Regions from separate parts of the Mus musculus genome. Here region 2 is linked to region 1. Evidence: chromatin contacts called from public HiChIP or PLAC-seq data. All regions are on one chromosome and are shown on one strand. Each heading gives the region's core, a stretch centred on a gene start, on an enhancer-like site or on the middle of the called end of the contact. The rest is flanking DNA. Distances are from core to core; before and after follow the strand shown. Region 1 overlaps Kif13b (kinesin family member 13B). Region 2 overlaps Hmbox1 (homeobox containing 1).

Region 1 (7,664 bases), core at 263-2,762:
GTGGCCTGCTGCACCTGAGGCTACAGTGCAGAAGAAGCAAAAGTCCCTGCAGCCAATACAGCCATACTACCCAAGAGGGCAGAAACAGGAAAGCAGGCCAGAAGGGAGCTCACTTGTGCTGGTGGGAAGTCAATCTGACTTTAACACTTTCGTTCCCCAGACTAATCAATGCAGCTACTTGGAATCTCAAGCTCTGAAGAACACCAACAACTTCATAGGAACACAGACTTCCAGACACGTGAAGAGAGCTATCATGGCAAATTAATTCAATCTGACTAATTAGAGAGCAGGAAGTCCTTTCAATTACTGTATGTGCTGTCTGAGAAATACACTTGAACACGGGTGCGGGTTTCATTAATTGTAGTTCATTATTTTCCAGATTCGTTACTAAATGTGCCTCGGAAGGTCAAAGACAGCAATTTTGTCAGCTGCCACCTCTTTCCATGCAATATCTTTGCATTTCTGGAACTCAGACAGAAACTGATTACAACCAGAACTGCCCTCTGTGAAAATGAGAAGCCCAACTCTTTCTGAATACCCTCACACAAAGAAAACGACACACAAGTTATGAGAATCTTGTTTGTAAAACAGGAACTAGGAACTTCCATCACAAAAGAAGACCATGAGCCACACACAATCCTGAATCAAAGCCAGGAACCAAAGCCTCTGTCTGGGCCACTCTCTGGCTCAGACGCACTAAGCACATATCTTCCAGTGCCCTGCCTGCCCTGCATGAGGGACAGCAGAAACTGTTCCCACCCTGCCCTGCCCTGCATGAGGGACAGCAGAGACTGCTCCTGCCCTGCAAATGCCAAGGCCACCGATGAAAGGGTTCCTGGCAGTGCTCATTCTCACACCACAAACTTGCATTTCTCTCCCAACTCATCTGCCCTGCCGGGGTAGTGATAGAACCATGAGAAGACTCTGAGCCTCTTCTACCTCGGGCCTCATCCAGGTTAGCATCCCCTCTAGAAAACACTGTTTGCAAATGCAGGAATGGGTTGCTGTAGAGAGCAGTCTGTGTTTACTGCGCTCTCATAGCTGGCTCTATGCTCTGCTAACTCGAATCCCAGTTCTCTGAGACAACACTTCAGAGAAATTGTTCTTGTCGTTCTTCTTCTGAGGAGTCAGTACCAGGGTACTGACAGGCAGCAAACCCGCTCCTCAGTCCTTTCTCACAGAGTGTTTCATGTCACTCTACTGCAGAGCCACCCTGTGCTGCTCTTCCTGGCAGCCTTGAATGCCCTGATGCTCGTTGGCCACTGAGCCTCCAGAGAACTCACAACATGGGACGGTCTCAAAGGAAGTGTTAAGCTCCAAACTAAACTGTGATCATCAAAAAGGAAGCCGCTCAATTCCTCTCCTCTTAAGAAAGAAGTGAAAGTGGGTTCCAATTAACAGGCCCGTGCCCCTGAACATGGTGTACAGGCTTCCATCTGGATCTCTGCTTCTGTCCATACTGAAAGCCTTAAGTAACTAAGTAGTGCTGCTCTCTCTCTCTCTCTACGGGCCGTTTCTAAGTCCCACAACATTAACCGCTGGACCACGCTTCCTGCCTCGGAGACGGGACAGGTCCTGTGAGGCATGTTCACTGACAGGCTTTTTCTAGGTTTCATCTTGGGTCACGTTCTAAACATCTCAACATCAGTTTGTTGCTTACTTAAGGAACATCTGAACAGACACTGGCAGCAAATAAAACCTCAGGGTGCTCACGCCTAGCTAAACTACCATCACCAACATCAGATATCTACACAAGAGTGATGGTGGAGCCAGGTGGCAAGCAGGGTCATCAAACATTGGTCATGGAGTTTTTACCAGGTTGGTGACACAGAGCAGGTGACTGGTATGTAGTCCCTTTAGCACCACGATGCCACTCAGTCCTCCTTAAAGGGGAGACGGGGTGGCGGCCACCAACATGGAGATGCATTATGCTGGCCAGATGCCTGATGGCCGAAGAGTGGCTTCTTCAGGTGCCAGGGCTCTGTCTTAGGCCTTAAACAGCCAACACTGTGCTTGTGACTCACATGCTGACACCCTATAACTAAGAAGTATGGCAGATCATAGCAAAAATATAAGTTTTAAAAAGCAAACAACTTAAAAAGAATTTTAAAAGAAATATTTGGAAGGGAACCCTAAAGTTCCCTTTTGAGTGTTGTACATTTTGTAGTTAATACAATAATAGAGAGAGGGACCACACTGACAAGGGTGGACACAGGACAAAGAATCCAGCAGCCGTGCCGGGAGGAACTGGGGACTAATCCTACTCAGTGCTGTGCTGGGTAGTTTTATATCAACTTGACACACACTAGAGTCGTCAGAGAGAGGAGAGCTTCAACTGAAAAAATGTTCCATCAATCTCTCTGTAGGTAAGCCTCAACCTCACTCATGCCACGGCCCTTTAACACAGGTCCTCATGCTGTGGGGCCTCCAACCATTTCACTGCTACTCCATAACTGTGATGTTGTTACTGTTATGAATCATAATGGAAATATCTGTGTTTTCTATGGTCTTGGGTGACCCCTGTAAAGGGTCATTCTGCCCCACAGGGGTCTCGACCCACAGGATGAGAACCACTGAACCTAGGGCATGTTCTTAGTGACTGATATGGGAGGGCCCAGCCCACAGCGGATGCTGTCATCCCTGGGCTGATGGTCCTGGGTTCTGTAAGTAAGCAGGCTGAGCAAGCCCTGTGGAACAAGCCGGTAAGAAGTACCTACCCCTCCCTGGCCTCGGCACCAGCTCTGCCTCCAGGTTCCTGCTCTGCTTGAGTTCCTGTTCTGACTTCCTTCAATGATAAACCACAAGGCAGAAGTGTAAGCTGAATAATCCTTATTTCCCCAGCTTGCTCTTGGTCATGGTGCTTCATCACAGCATTGATAACCCAAACTAAGACAGCGGTACTCTGGAACAGGAGAATCATTTAAATGAGATAAGTCGGCTCCACTACTGTCGGGCTCAGGACCTTACTGTTCCACCCATCCCCCCCCACCCGCCCCCCAGAGGCCCCTACAAGACAACACAAAGATGAAGGCATTGCCACAGGCGGCGGGCCAACTAACCCAGAACTGCTAAGACTGGGTAGGCCTTCAAGAGCATGGACCACTCTTGCCCTGGATTCTACCAGCAGAACACAAAAGGTCAGAGGCCAAGGCCACAAAAAAAGATGACCCAGTTCTTGAAGAAACCACATGGAAGGATTTTTTTTTTTAAGTCAAAATCTCAACCACCAGGTATGCAATCAGACTTCCAAGAGAGTGAAGAATGGAAGAGGAACATACAGGAGCCAGGCGCGCTGGCACTGAAGCCCCATCCAAGGGTGTACACCCAGGGAGCAGCAGCACAGAGCACATTTCAAGTGACCCAAGTTGCAAGAAAACTAATGTTGACGCTGTCACTTGCAATTAGAATTTCCATCCCACAGAGCTTTAGCAGGCAGTGGGGGAAGGTGAGAGACTGAGGCAGTAGCTCAGGGGTTGGATGGAGCAGCAGAGGAGGCAGTGCATTTTGGGTAACTGAATCCCAGGAGAAAAATCAGAGCTTCAGGAATTTGTTTTAATGGCATGTCCATCCACCTAGGAAAGTTCACAAATATGTCTTGATACCGCAAGACCCCACTCAGTTGTGCCTGTCTCATCGCTAACCTACAAACAGTGCTTTCTACACATGTGACAGAGGTCCACACAGGGCCACATCTCCATCTGCATACAAATAGACAATGAGACAACTTTATATCTCCATCTTATGAGGATGATCCAGGGCAAATGAGCCCTGCCCACTGTAGTTATATTCCACAGGGAGACAGTCAACAAACAAAAACCTAGAAGCTCCCAGGAAAAAAAGGCATGTGTATCTGTGGGGGGTGGTTTGCTCTTTTTATTTGGCTCACAAAGAGGGCTGGGATGCACTTAACTGTGCTTCCACTAAGTGGCCTCCATGACAGTATGGCTCTAAACCAAAGCAGGAGAAACAGGGTTGCCACCAGCACTGGAAGAAGAGGTAGACTGAAACTGAATGGCATGTGCTGGTGTGTTCGTGGGATAAAATGGGAGTGGGATGTCTTAGAATGGCACAGAGCTGGCAGGCAGCATACACAGACTAAAGGAGGGTACTCACTGCTGGAGGGTGCTATAAGCCACAGTAAGAGTGCAGACTTTGGTTTCATTTCCAGCTGCCTCATATGAACAGTTTAAAAACAGAATGAAGTGAGCTACCCAGGGGAAGAAACTGGTTAAATGTGGATAAATATAGAAGGCCACGAAGGTACCCGGACACCCAGCCTAGGACAGGCCACCAAGAAGGACTTGCTGTTGGTGATACAAGGCTTATGGTTTTATGCATATGAGGACAGAGACTACAACCTTGAGGATATGGAAGCATCTGCCCCAGGGAGATGTTTTCACAAATCACTGTTAATGTTTTAGCTACACCACAAGGCACGGTCACCAAGCCCAGTGTTAATTTATATTTTCATACATTTCTTGTCACCTGGACATGACAGACTGCCTCTCTATTCCCATCAGGTTTGTCTCTCACAGGCTGCTGTTCCTCTCACTCTCATGAGCTCTCCATGCAGCCAGGGCTTGGACTTGTTCGCTGATCACTGAAAAGAAAAGCTGCTTGTCTTCAACATGACTCCTCCCCTGCCATCTAGACAACTACTGCAGTGAAGAGCAGCTGGAACTGTGGTCATCAAGCTCCATGTAATGTCACCATAGTACTTACAGAAGGCAGAAGACATGGTGGCTGTCCCATATGGGCTTTGGGTCACCAGAGCAGATTGGGGAAGGGCAATTTCTTTACATATACTTTAGTAATGCAGAGACCCTCCCATCATACTTGATGAAACAATGACCAGTTTAAAGCTGCATAGCATGCACAGTGATGAGCCCCTGGGAAAGTCAGCTTTGCCTGCCTGCGCCCTCCATTCACAGACACATCTCAATAACGGCAAATGACCTTTGACCTGCCTAGCTACATGTCCTTGAAAACATTTTCAAAATTACTGTGTTTCACTTTGCCATCTGCTCTGTGTGCTGATGTGCAAGTTGGTATCACACTGGGCAGGAAGCTCTCTCTACATACAGAATAACTTATTGATGCCAACACAATCTCTCCTGAAGATGCCTTCATAGAAGCCCTTAAGAATCGCTCTGCCTCCGACGCTCCTGACCTACATTCCTGACACTGGGACATTTGAAATATGGAGGAGCTAGTGTTAAGACCCACTTCAACAGCTGCACCTGCATGGCTTATGTTTCTGAATGAGTAGAAATAAATCTCATTTAACATTCTCTGTTGAGATAAAGCCTCCATGACTACAAACTGCATCTCCAAGTGGGTTCCTTTCACCACCGTATGAAAGGAGCTTCCTGCTTGTTGGGAAATCCTAGAACATTTTCTCTAACGCTCCACTGCCACACAAAGTGTTTTAAACAGGAGGAAGACAAGTGACTACTTTGAGTCAAAGAACTGATTGTCCACTGGACATTGAGGGTGGGGTGAATTATGATTCAAGATTGTTTGAAAAGTGAAATCAAGAATTAAAAATAGAATTACATTTTCTACTTGGCAACACAAACAACACTAAGTGCACCTTCATAAATTGGACGATTGTTGTACTAAGTGATAGCACATGAATCACATTAGTAGCAGACTTGGCAGTTTTGTTTAGAGCAGAAAGGATGGGGTGTCAATATGTGCAAACAGCTGCTATCTGGAAAGAGGGGAGAGGCATTATGACAGGCTCTGCCAGGGTCAGAAGCTGCACCAATGCCCTCACGGGTCTGTTCCTCTACCTCCAGCTTCAGAACCACAACAGCTCAGGGAAACATTCACTGTGGCTTCCTCACCTGGTGTGCAAGGGGAGATGAGTGTCTCCCCCTTCTGTCATCCCGAACAGGGAAGAGAGACTTCAGCAGCTTTGGCATCTGTGGCACCAGGGACTTCACTGGGTTCAAGTAAGAGGCTGCCACGCCTCCCAGTCCTGTCGGAGTGAAAAGTGAAAACAATGGCACATAACACTTGCTCTGCATTTGCCAAGAGCCACTTAGAAGCAAATCCCACAGTATAAACTACTACAGGCATCACTAAAATCATTAGTAGGAAAAGATCACCACAGCTGGCATCTACCAATTTAAACAGCAGTAACTAAAGCAACCGTGATGCTCCAGTGTGCATGGCTCCTGCCAGTGTTGAGGACTAACTTCTGCTCTAGAGGAAGGAGAACTCTGTTTTTGGGTGTGCTTGGTTCTGCGTGCTCACTTGCTTGTGGTGTTTTGAAGGTTTGTTTTCAAGACAGGGTCTCAGTACAAACACCAAGCTGGCCTTGAACTCACAGGGATCCTCCGGCTCTACCTCCCCAGTGCTGGGATGGAAAATGTGCACCTCACACCTCACTATGAATCTTAACAAGAACAGTGAGAGTAAATACTGTAACATTTATAAGAATAAACAATAACCTAGACAATACCAAAAACTTTTTGGGAACTAGGACTTAGGAAGCAGTCTGATAAGGAACACAAAAGTCGAGATCACTCCACACTAAAGAAAACTTGAGTCATAATTCAAAATCTTCTACACAAAGAAAATGCCAGCTTCAGACAGCATCACTAAGTAATCCTGTCAAACATTTAAGGAGTATGTATTACCAATCACACAGAAACCCATGCACAAAAGAAAGGAGAACAGATTTCCAAAGCACTGTGTGAGGCCAACACAATCTTGATAGCAAAACTTAGCAGATATGAGGACGTAAAAGCTGAAAGTCATCATGGACCACAAATGGACAATAAGTATTAACAAACAAGCTGAGCAGTAAGAAGACAAGAGGGTCACAGGGTAATTTATCAGAAGAATACAGGGTAACGTCACCACCCTTCCAAACCATGCCACCCAACATGCTAAGAATAGGTGACATTCTGATGGACATGAATAGTCTGTGTGTGGACCTAGCAGGACATTCTGATTGAACCTTTTTCTGAAAGATACTCAAATTTCATGGCAGTGACTGGCAGATTAAAAAAACTTACCAGGATCAGGAGACTGGTTATTTTGGGGCGAAACAGAGAGAGCTGGAGGGCCTGGAGCTATTCCTCTGGAAACTAGTGTTTGGGACACATCCTGTTGACTTTCCCACCGGCCCTATTAAGCACAGGGACAAAAGTAAGTCATCTTGTTTCAAATTAAAAACTACATTTAAGAAAAAATTATTCAACACTGCAGAAAAAGCCTACTAGCATTACTAAAACGCTATTCTCTGGGATGGAAGTCTGACTGTATCACTCCTTCTTAAGCTTCCATGTGCTCATGGGGCTGAGTCCCTCATAGATGAATGTTCACTGCAGACTCCTCTCCACTTTACAACCTGTGACCGACAACCAGTAATCCCAAAATCTACTGCATCCTGCCACCTCCTCAACACAGGCTCCTTTAGAAATAAATGCCCTCAAATTCTGCCCTGGCTCCTGCGGCTGGAGATGACACCCTCACTCCTATGCCTCAACTGGAGCCCAAGAATGGGGCGGGGCCTCCTCTTCCCACCGTTCTGGGAGGTAGCTTGGTACTGAGCCTCAAGTTGTGAGCAGATCTTAAGCTCTCTTTTGTTCTGTGATAACTCAGGTCTTTCTCACTGAGGTTAAGTAACAGTTTTAATGTTAGTTTAACTG
Region 2 (7,676 bases), core at 4,645-7,144, 120 kb before region 1:
TCCTTACCACCATTGGCTTTCCCCTTCCTCCCCTCGGGTACCTTTGTCCCTTCTTTGCAGGGGCTGTTTTAGGCTTGGGCTCTGGCTTTGGAGAAGCAGATTTAACAGACAGCCTTGCAGATCTTCTCTGTGACTCATCCTTCACCTTGGCTTTATTTCCTTTAGCATCCCGTTCAGCCGTGCTTTTGGGCGTAGCGGGGGCTGAGCTTAGGGATACAGTGTTGCCACTGGTTTGCTCCATCTGGGGGTCGTCCTCCATGAAACAGTTGCGGCTCATGTTATAGGTACCATCTGTTATTCAGCCTTTGCTTCCTGACATAGTCGGTTTCTTGTTTTTGAGATGTCACCCAGGCTTGTTTTGAATTCCTCTGCTCAGTGCTCCTCCTGCTTTGGTCTCATGGGTGACTTGGACCGCAAGTATATACCTTAGTGTGTGTGTATATGTGTGTGTGTGTGTGTGTGTGTGTGTGTGTGTGTGTGTGTGTGTGTGTAGTATTGAATGCTCCTGTGTGTACAGTAAAGATTGAGATTGATTACAGGACAAGTACTCTACCACTGAGCTGTGCTCTAGCCCTGATTTTCATCCTTTATTTATCTTGTGTTTGTGTATGGTCCATAACTCTGGGGCACTTAGGATTCATAGTGTCAATCCGAGTTGACATAAAGGGCCCCAGAACAGAGCAACAGTCCATCAGAAGTCAAACCAAGAAGCCACAGTAATCTCTAGCTCTTCTGCACCCTGCCATGTAACAGCATCTGTTACTAGAGAACTGGGAGGTTGCTCAGGTACTTGGGTGAGGCAAGAGTAGGAATACCTTCCCTAGGGCACCTTCCAGACAGAACATGCAACAGATTACAGTAGAGAGCTATTGAGTGATTTTTAAATGGAATGACAGTAGGAAAGTAAAGTCCATTTTGAGAGAATAGTGAGGAGGGCTGATGAAGGCAGGAACAGAGAACTAGTCTTCTATGAGAGTAGTACTGGCATTCAAGTTCTGAGCTAACTCTTCAGCCTAAGAAACTATAATTTGATAGCAGTAATAAGTAGAATAAGGTATAAAGGTTATTTAATAGACCATTTCAAATGATGTGCCACTTAACTTAGCACTTGAATAACAAGAATGAACTAGCTGTGAAAAGTGCATTTTAGGCAGATCATGCACATTGTCTCAAAAAAAAAAAAAAAAAAAACGATAATGACCTTGAGAAACAAAACTCCTGAGCCTAGGTCATGGCCAGTGAAGAATAGAAGCCAAATCTTGTAAGAAAGTGTGAATATACCTTAGGAAGGGATTACATTTTATTCCATGTGCAGTGGAAGCCACTGTGGGACTTTAGATGAAAAATGCTGTGGCTGCCCTTGAGAGCAGCTGGTAAGCTGTTTCCTGAGTCACTTTCCTTTACACTGCACCGCACAGGAGCTCTAGCAGACACTACAGTTGGAGGGATCCACACGAGAGAGCGAGCTTTCAGTCTTCTGTCCTAGTTGTAATCAAAGATTAGGTGTTTGGTAAATACTTTATTATTTTGAAGAATTTATTTTTTCATGCATATTTAACTGAGTTTTGTTACTGTTTTTAAATCATGAATTGAATGGTTTTTTTGTATGTATTGAAATGGTCATAGACAGACAGCCTGCTAATATGGTAAAGCACTTTAAGGGGTTTGGAGCATTATGCCGTCTTACACTGTCATTGTGTTCGTCGGATTGTAGGAACCTTTCATTTTACTGGACTTAGTTTGTCATTTTATTATTTTCTCATATTTTAAGGTTCCCTGCCCATGTTCCCAAGAGAAACGAGTACATGGACTGCTTTGCCCTTAGTGCATTTGACTTGTTACAGTGATACTTGTCCTGTCTGTTGAGTTGAAAGATGCTTGCTTGCCTTCTGTTTTCTAAAATAGCTTATATGAATTGGCATGATTTCCAACTTAAATGCTTGGGAGAATTCACCGTGAAGCCAAAAAGCTGAACAGTAAAAAGAATTGATAAGTTTTATTTAATCAAACCCTTTCCCTCTAAAAGCATGATTGAATAACAATAGGGTCATATTACAAATGGATGTGTGTTGAGATAGGTATGATTTGTAGCCTAATTTTGGGATGTGTCTTCAGTGGAGTGTGGAATGGCCGGTGCTGAGAGCTTAACTCAGGGGCCTCTTGTACGCAGTTCTAACTCATGTTAGAAGACACTTGTGAACCGTACTGTTAAATTACTGAGGGGTTTTTAGTTTGTTTTTAATGTCCTTTGAGCCCCAGTTTTCTTCTATTGAGAGATGAAAACACTAACATTACACCATGGGATCACCATGCTAGTTAAGTGAAGAATCAGACATTAATAGCATAAAAGTGTTATTGCTGTTAGTGTATTCTCATTAGTTACTGTCATTTATACCTGGTTGATGCTTCAGTTGCTCTTTTTCAGAAAACTAACTAGTTATATCTTAAGGAGTGTCTAAAATAATTTTTACTCTTTTAATAGATAAATGAATTAGAATTTAACCTGACTCTTGATGACTTGGGAATCAGAAGTAGGTGTAGCCAAATTATTTTCATTCTCTCTTTAAGGAAAATCCAATCACACAATCTGTCATGTGTGCACTCTTTAATTTATGCCAAGCTGGCCCTTTTACCTGCTACTTTATGAGCACTTGAAAGTTGAAATGCAGATACAGTGAGTGGTAATCATTTCTTACTGTACAGGTTACTATTATGACATTTTAAGGATATATGTTATATAACTACACCAAAACAACAAACTAATCATCAATCATTAGTGAATTGTTTTGCCTGAAAACTTCCTCTACTTTTTGAATGTTAATAATATTCCACAATGTATAAAGTGTACGTATCTGCTGTGAGAAAAGAAAAATAGTTAAGTGGTTCTCAAGACATTCTTAGGTATTTTGAGCTATAAAGAGAATAATTTTATGTCAAGTGAGAAAACCCTGTGGCTTCACAGACCCACTCGTCTGTGGCACAGAGAAAAATGAATATTTTCAGTATTTAGAAAACCAGAGACTCAGCCATGCACCGTATATTTAAACTTTCTACAGTATATATTTATTTCAGCTTATGTGAATGTTTGCCTGTATGCATGTATGTGCACATGCATGCCTGGTGCCTTTGGAGGTCAGAAGAGGAAATTTTATCCCCTGGAACTGAAGTCACAGTAAATAGTGTGAGCTACTATGTGGGTGCTGGGAACTCAACCCAGGTCCTCTAAAATAACAGCAAGTGTTCTTTCTTGCTGAGCTGTCTCTCCAGCCCAAGGCTCTTTTTCTATGATAGGTCAGTGAACCACAAAGCTATAAACAACAGCTCTGGGGATGAAGCCTCATATCGATATAAAACTGTGGCTTAGCAGAAGTGACACCAGCACCACTCATTTATTGTACCTTTTTCTCCTTCACCTATCTCAGGTGCTATGTAGTATTTTTGTTTGACATTTATCTGTACATTTTTCTTACACGCTTGTGTATCCATCTGACATTCAAATGCCCCACAATGTAGGTAAGGCGGGTTTATAGATACTTAAACACAGGAAAATTAAGAGCAAAATAATAAAGTAGAGATAGACTCCAATTGATCTGGAACTCCTGGTTCAATGCTTGTTGAAATATTTGTAGATCATTATTCGTCTCCTCACTCACTATTTTCTTTTTTCTTTTTTTTTTTAACTAAGTAACAGCCATGCTCCAGGAACTATCTTGGGTAAAAGGAACATAATAGAGAACAGAGACATTCCTGAAGCTTCCAGTGTAGTGAGGAGTATTACTTAAATAGCCATGCAGATGCAGAGCTGCACCTCCATGGGGTACTGCCAGGCGCTATGAGAGCTTAGACTGTGGGGAGTTAGCCTTGTCAGGTTGGCAGGAAGGGGTCCCTTGGGAAATGATAAAGTACGGGTCTGAAGGCTAGGTATCACATAAAGAAAGAAGAACTATCAAGCCCAGACAAGAGGGATATCTTGTGCAAAAGAGCCGCCATTGCAGGAGGGGACATGCAGACTGTAAGAGAATTGAAGGAGAGTGGGAGTTGGCATAGAGATCACAATTTACTGGGTTCTGACCACCGAGGCTGAGGAACCCGTGTTTGTTTTAATGAGTTCCCTGTGTCATGTAGACATGTTCACGTCTGAGTGACTCCGGCTTTATTATACCAGTGGCTTCCTAGTTCACCCAGACAGTTCATGAAACTAAGGGATCTGCTAACTCCATTCACAAGTCATCAGGTTATCTCACGCAGGGAGCTTTATCACTTTTAAGGAATAAAGGAAGAGTTCACCAAGCTGGTGGCCTTTGGCCTAGGTTTTATTAATGGGTTGACTTTCCACAAAGAAGTTACTGTAAAGAAATGAAGAGAGAATGGAATGCTACCCCTTAGTGTAAATACTTTGTCTTACTGTAGCCCTTGTACATGACATTTATTTCTAGAGTGTCATTCTCACACAGTCTTAATGTTACAGAAGTCTGGTAGCTTCTAAAGCTTTGTTTAGTTAGATCTGTGCTTGTCCTATTAGGTTAGAGCTCTAGGCATCATTTTCTGTTTTGCAGAGAAAGCCAGATGTGGCAGGTTGATTTGTACACAGTCACATTTCAACACTTCCCAACCTCCATTTCCCAACCACTGCAATGAGGAATAGATAGCAGAGTCTGTTGTCTGGAATGCGAAGTTGATGGAGTAAGAACTCTGCTAGTAACTTGAGGCAGAAGACGCTGCTTAGTGAAGGGAAGGTGAATGGGCAGGAGAAGTATTTTCAGTGAAGACAGAAGGTGGCGTTTGGAGAAGTAGAAGTAGGATAAGCCGGGCGTGGTGGCACACGCCTTTAATCCCAGCACTCGGGAGGCAGAGGCAGGCGGATTTTTGAGTTCAAGGCCAGCCCGATCTACAAAGTGAGTTCCAGGACAGCCAGGGCTACACAGAGAAACCCTGTCTCGAAAAACCCAAAAAAAAAAAAAAAAAAAAGTAGGATAAAATGTCTCTGTTACACATTATTTTGCTTTGTTTAAAATTAAAAATTTCCCGTGTTTAAGTGTTTGTAAAACCTGCCTTACCTACATTGTGGGGCATTTGAATTTCAAATGAATACATGAAGGTGTATGAAAAATATAAGGATCAAACATAAAATTAAACTACCTAGCTCCTGAGATAGGTAGACGACAAACAGGGTATAGTAAATGAGTTATGCTGGTTTCGTGTCTGTTACCCCACGGATTCATATCAACATGGAGTTTCATCTTCAGAGTCTCTGAAGTCACTCCCTGCTACTCTTAGAAACACACTTCTTCCTGGCAATATTCATCTTCACATATGAATTCACATTACCTAAAGATGGCCTTTGGTTTCTGGTTTTGTTTTTTTTTTTTAATGGTTTAGCAAGTATTATGGTTTTAGTACAAACTCCATCTCTTAAAAATGGCACATCTGTATATTTAGAACTATTATTTTTGTGCTATAGGGCATACGTGGATTGTATATATTATTTTAATTCTGGACAAAATTGAAAAAGGAAAACTGAAAGTTGAATTAAGATAAATACTTTGTTATATTTTTAGAATAGGGCAAGATGTCTTTAACTTTTAAAAAAGGAAGCAACTCTGTATTTGACTGTTCTGTAATTTTCTGCCAGCGTGTTACAAGGATATGCTTATGCCTTCCGGTGTGTTCCCCAGCTCTCTTATCATTCTTCTAATTGTCCTTCTTTTTAATGTGAACAATCTGGGAGGCAGGGGTACGCACAGGCATAGAATCAAGAACACACATCATTGCTTGATGGCTAGAAAAGCAGTATTTTAAAGTGGTTGAAGGATTGTACTCTGTAGAGTAAGTGTGGATCCCAGCAGAGCTCGAGTGACCTCTTTGCTCATCCTCATGGTTCCTCCACTTCCCGTGTGGTGAGCAATAGGGCCACATTTTAGAATGCCCTGACATTCCTTTTGGCTTTCTCTTTGGAGTGCTGGTTTCTGTTTCTTTTCCTCTTTGTATCACATGTTTAGAGATTTGCTGTGAAACTGTGTCTGGGCTTCAGGGCCTGGGGACAGTTGGAATGTGGCAGCTACTTCCTGCTTGCACAACCAAGCTTCTAGAGCCTGATGAGGATTTTGAGGACCCCCTGAGTGGAATGGTGCATGGATTTGAGGACAGAGATGAAGAGTTTTTTGCTGTTGTTGTTTTGTGGTTTCAAGACAGGGTTTCTCTATATAGCCTGGCTGTACTGGAACTCACTCTGTAGATCAGGCCAGCGTTGAACTCAGACTTCCACCTGCCTCTGCCTCCCAAATTAAAGGTGTGTGCCACCCACCACACACAGCCAAGAAGTGAAGAATTTTTGCTCACAGCCTTCTTTATTCTGTTCCTTTGTGGTACCTCCTTACTGTCTCTGCATTTGGGTCCCCTGTGAGGGACAGCCGGGCCATGCTGGGAATGTATGTTCAGAGCTTCAGCCTTTAGCACCAGAAGCCCAAGGCAGATTTCGAGATCCCTCCTTCCTGCTCAGTTTCAGTCTGCCCCTATCTTGAAAAGATCTTTATCTTTTGAATCTACCCTTTTACTTCTTCAGAGCTCACAACCAGTCCAAAGAGCCAGATGGCAAAGGATGCCATTTCTTTCATTGTCTTGTTTCCTGATCCCCACTCCACCCCTAGCTTCCTGTTGAACTAGCACTTTGAACTCCAAGGCAAAATGCTGTAGATGTGGAGTACATAGGCTTGAACCCAGGACCTGCTGAATACTAGCTAAGTACTTTACCTTTGAGTTCTAGCTGTTGTCTCCAATGGGAAATTCTTTTTTTCTTTTTTGTTTTGTTTTCGGGACAGGGTTTCTCTGTATAGCCCTGGCTGTCCTGGAACTCACTCTGTAGACCAGGCTGGCCTCGAACTCAGAAATCCGCCTGCCTCTGTCTCCCAAGTGCTGGGATTAAAGGTGTGCACCACCACTGCCCGGCGATTATTTCTGATCTTTTGTGCTGAAAAGAATAACCTTGAATTGAAGTTACCTTGCCCCCTGTGTGACTGTCTTCTTGGGTCTATCTCCAGAACTGGAATTGCTAGGTAGAAAGTTATAGGCATTATCATTTGAATGTTATCACCCTTTTTTTTTTTTACTTAATAACTGCAGGGGTTATTTGTTGTTGCCATTGTGTGTTCTTAGTCCTTGGTGTGTACTCTGGGCTTGTCTTTTTGGTGAACTAGCTTTGTGAGCATCTGATTGTATTTGATGACTGTTCCAGTAATGCCCTTGCAACAGAAAATAAGCAGGGGGTGAGAGAAAAAAGGAGATGGTTTTCTCTCACAATATAGGAGAGATACATATCTCCTCCAGCCTCTTTGAGCCTTAGAACTAAACTAACATGTTACTGAGAGAAAAGCACACACATTTTATTTGGTGATTTTTTTCCCCAATGGGAGCGCTCCCAAGAAAAAACGAGGGCCCCAAGAAGCAGTTAGAACCAAAAGCTGTCTTAGACAAATAAAAAGCTTTCAATCAAGGCAGCTAATCTTGGAAGAGTGACTAAGCAGATAAGGTTAGTTGAACAGGGTTTGTTTGTGTAGATTGCTTCCATCCTGGACTCCCGATAAGAATGTCTTCCTTCCTCTGGTATGGGGGCAGGGGTACCTTTCTCATGGGAGTTCTATCTCCTGCTCTTATGAAAGTGCCCTTCTTAAAGTGCTGCC

The links. HiChIP or PLAC-seq counts read pairs in DNA pulled down with a chosen protein or histone mark.
Region 2: a contact with region 1 is called in an H3K27ac HiChIP or PLAC-seq map of microglia, with 4 times the contacts expected there. The contact joins two enhancer-like sites. A contact is called at or near these places in 1 of 115 datasets of contacts at active chromatin or transcription factors (microglia) and 2 of 9 other capture datasets (adipose tissue and liver).

What each region holds. Positions count from the first base shown.
Region 1 is chr14:64,787,884-64,795,547 of GRCm38.p6, reverse strand. It overlaps Kif13b (kinesin family member 13B), which reads right to left. Exons shown (of 40, transcript NM_001081177.2): 36 at 7,029-7,140; 37 at 5,850-5,983. Among named protein-coding and RNA genes, the nearest start is that of Gm26225, 38 kb to the right of the region's middle. Within about 2 kb of position 1,512, at least 18 of the 459 cell types and tissues checked have an H3K27ac peak or open chromatin away from gene starts, as enhancers often do. A contact at or near this core is called in adipose tissue and microglia, where this site is marked.
Region 2 is chr14:64,914,334-64,922,009 of GRCm38.p6, reverse strand. The region is part of intron 1 of Hmbox1 (homeobox containing 1); the gene reads left to right. It also overlaps the pseudogene Gm4573. Among named protein-coding and RNA genes, the nearest start is that of Hmbox1, 32 kb to the left of the region's middle. Within about 2 kb of position 5,894, at least 92 of the 459 cell types and tissues checked have an H3K27ac peak or open chromatin away from gene starts, as enhancers often do. A contact at or near this core is called in adipose tissue and microglia, where this site is marked.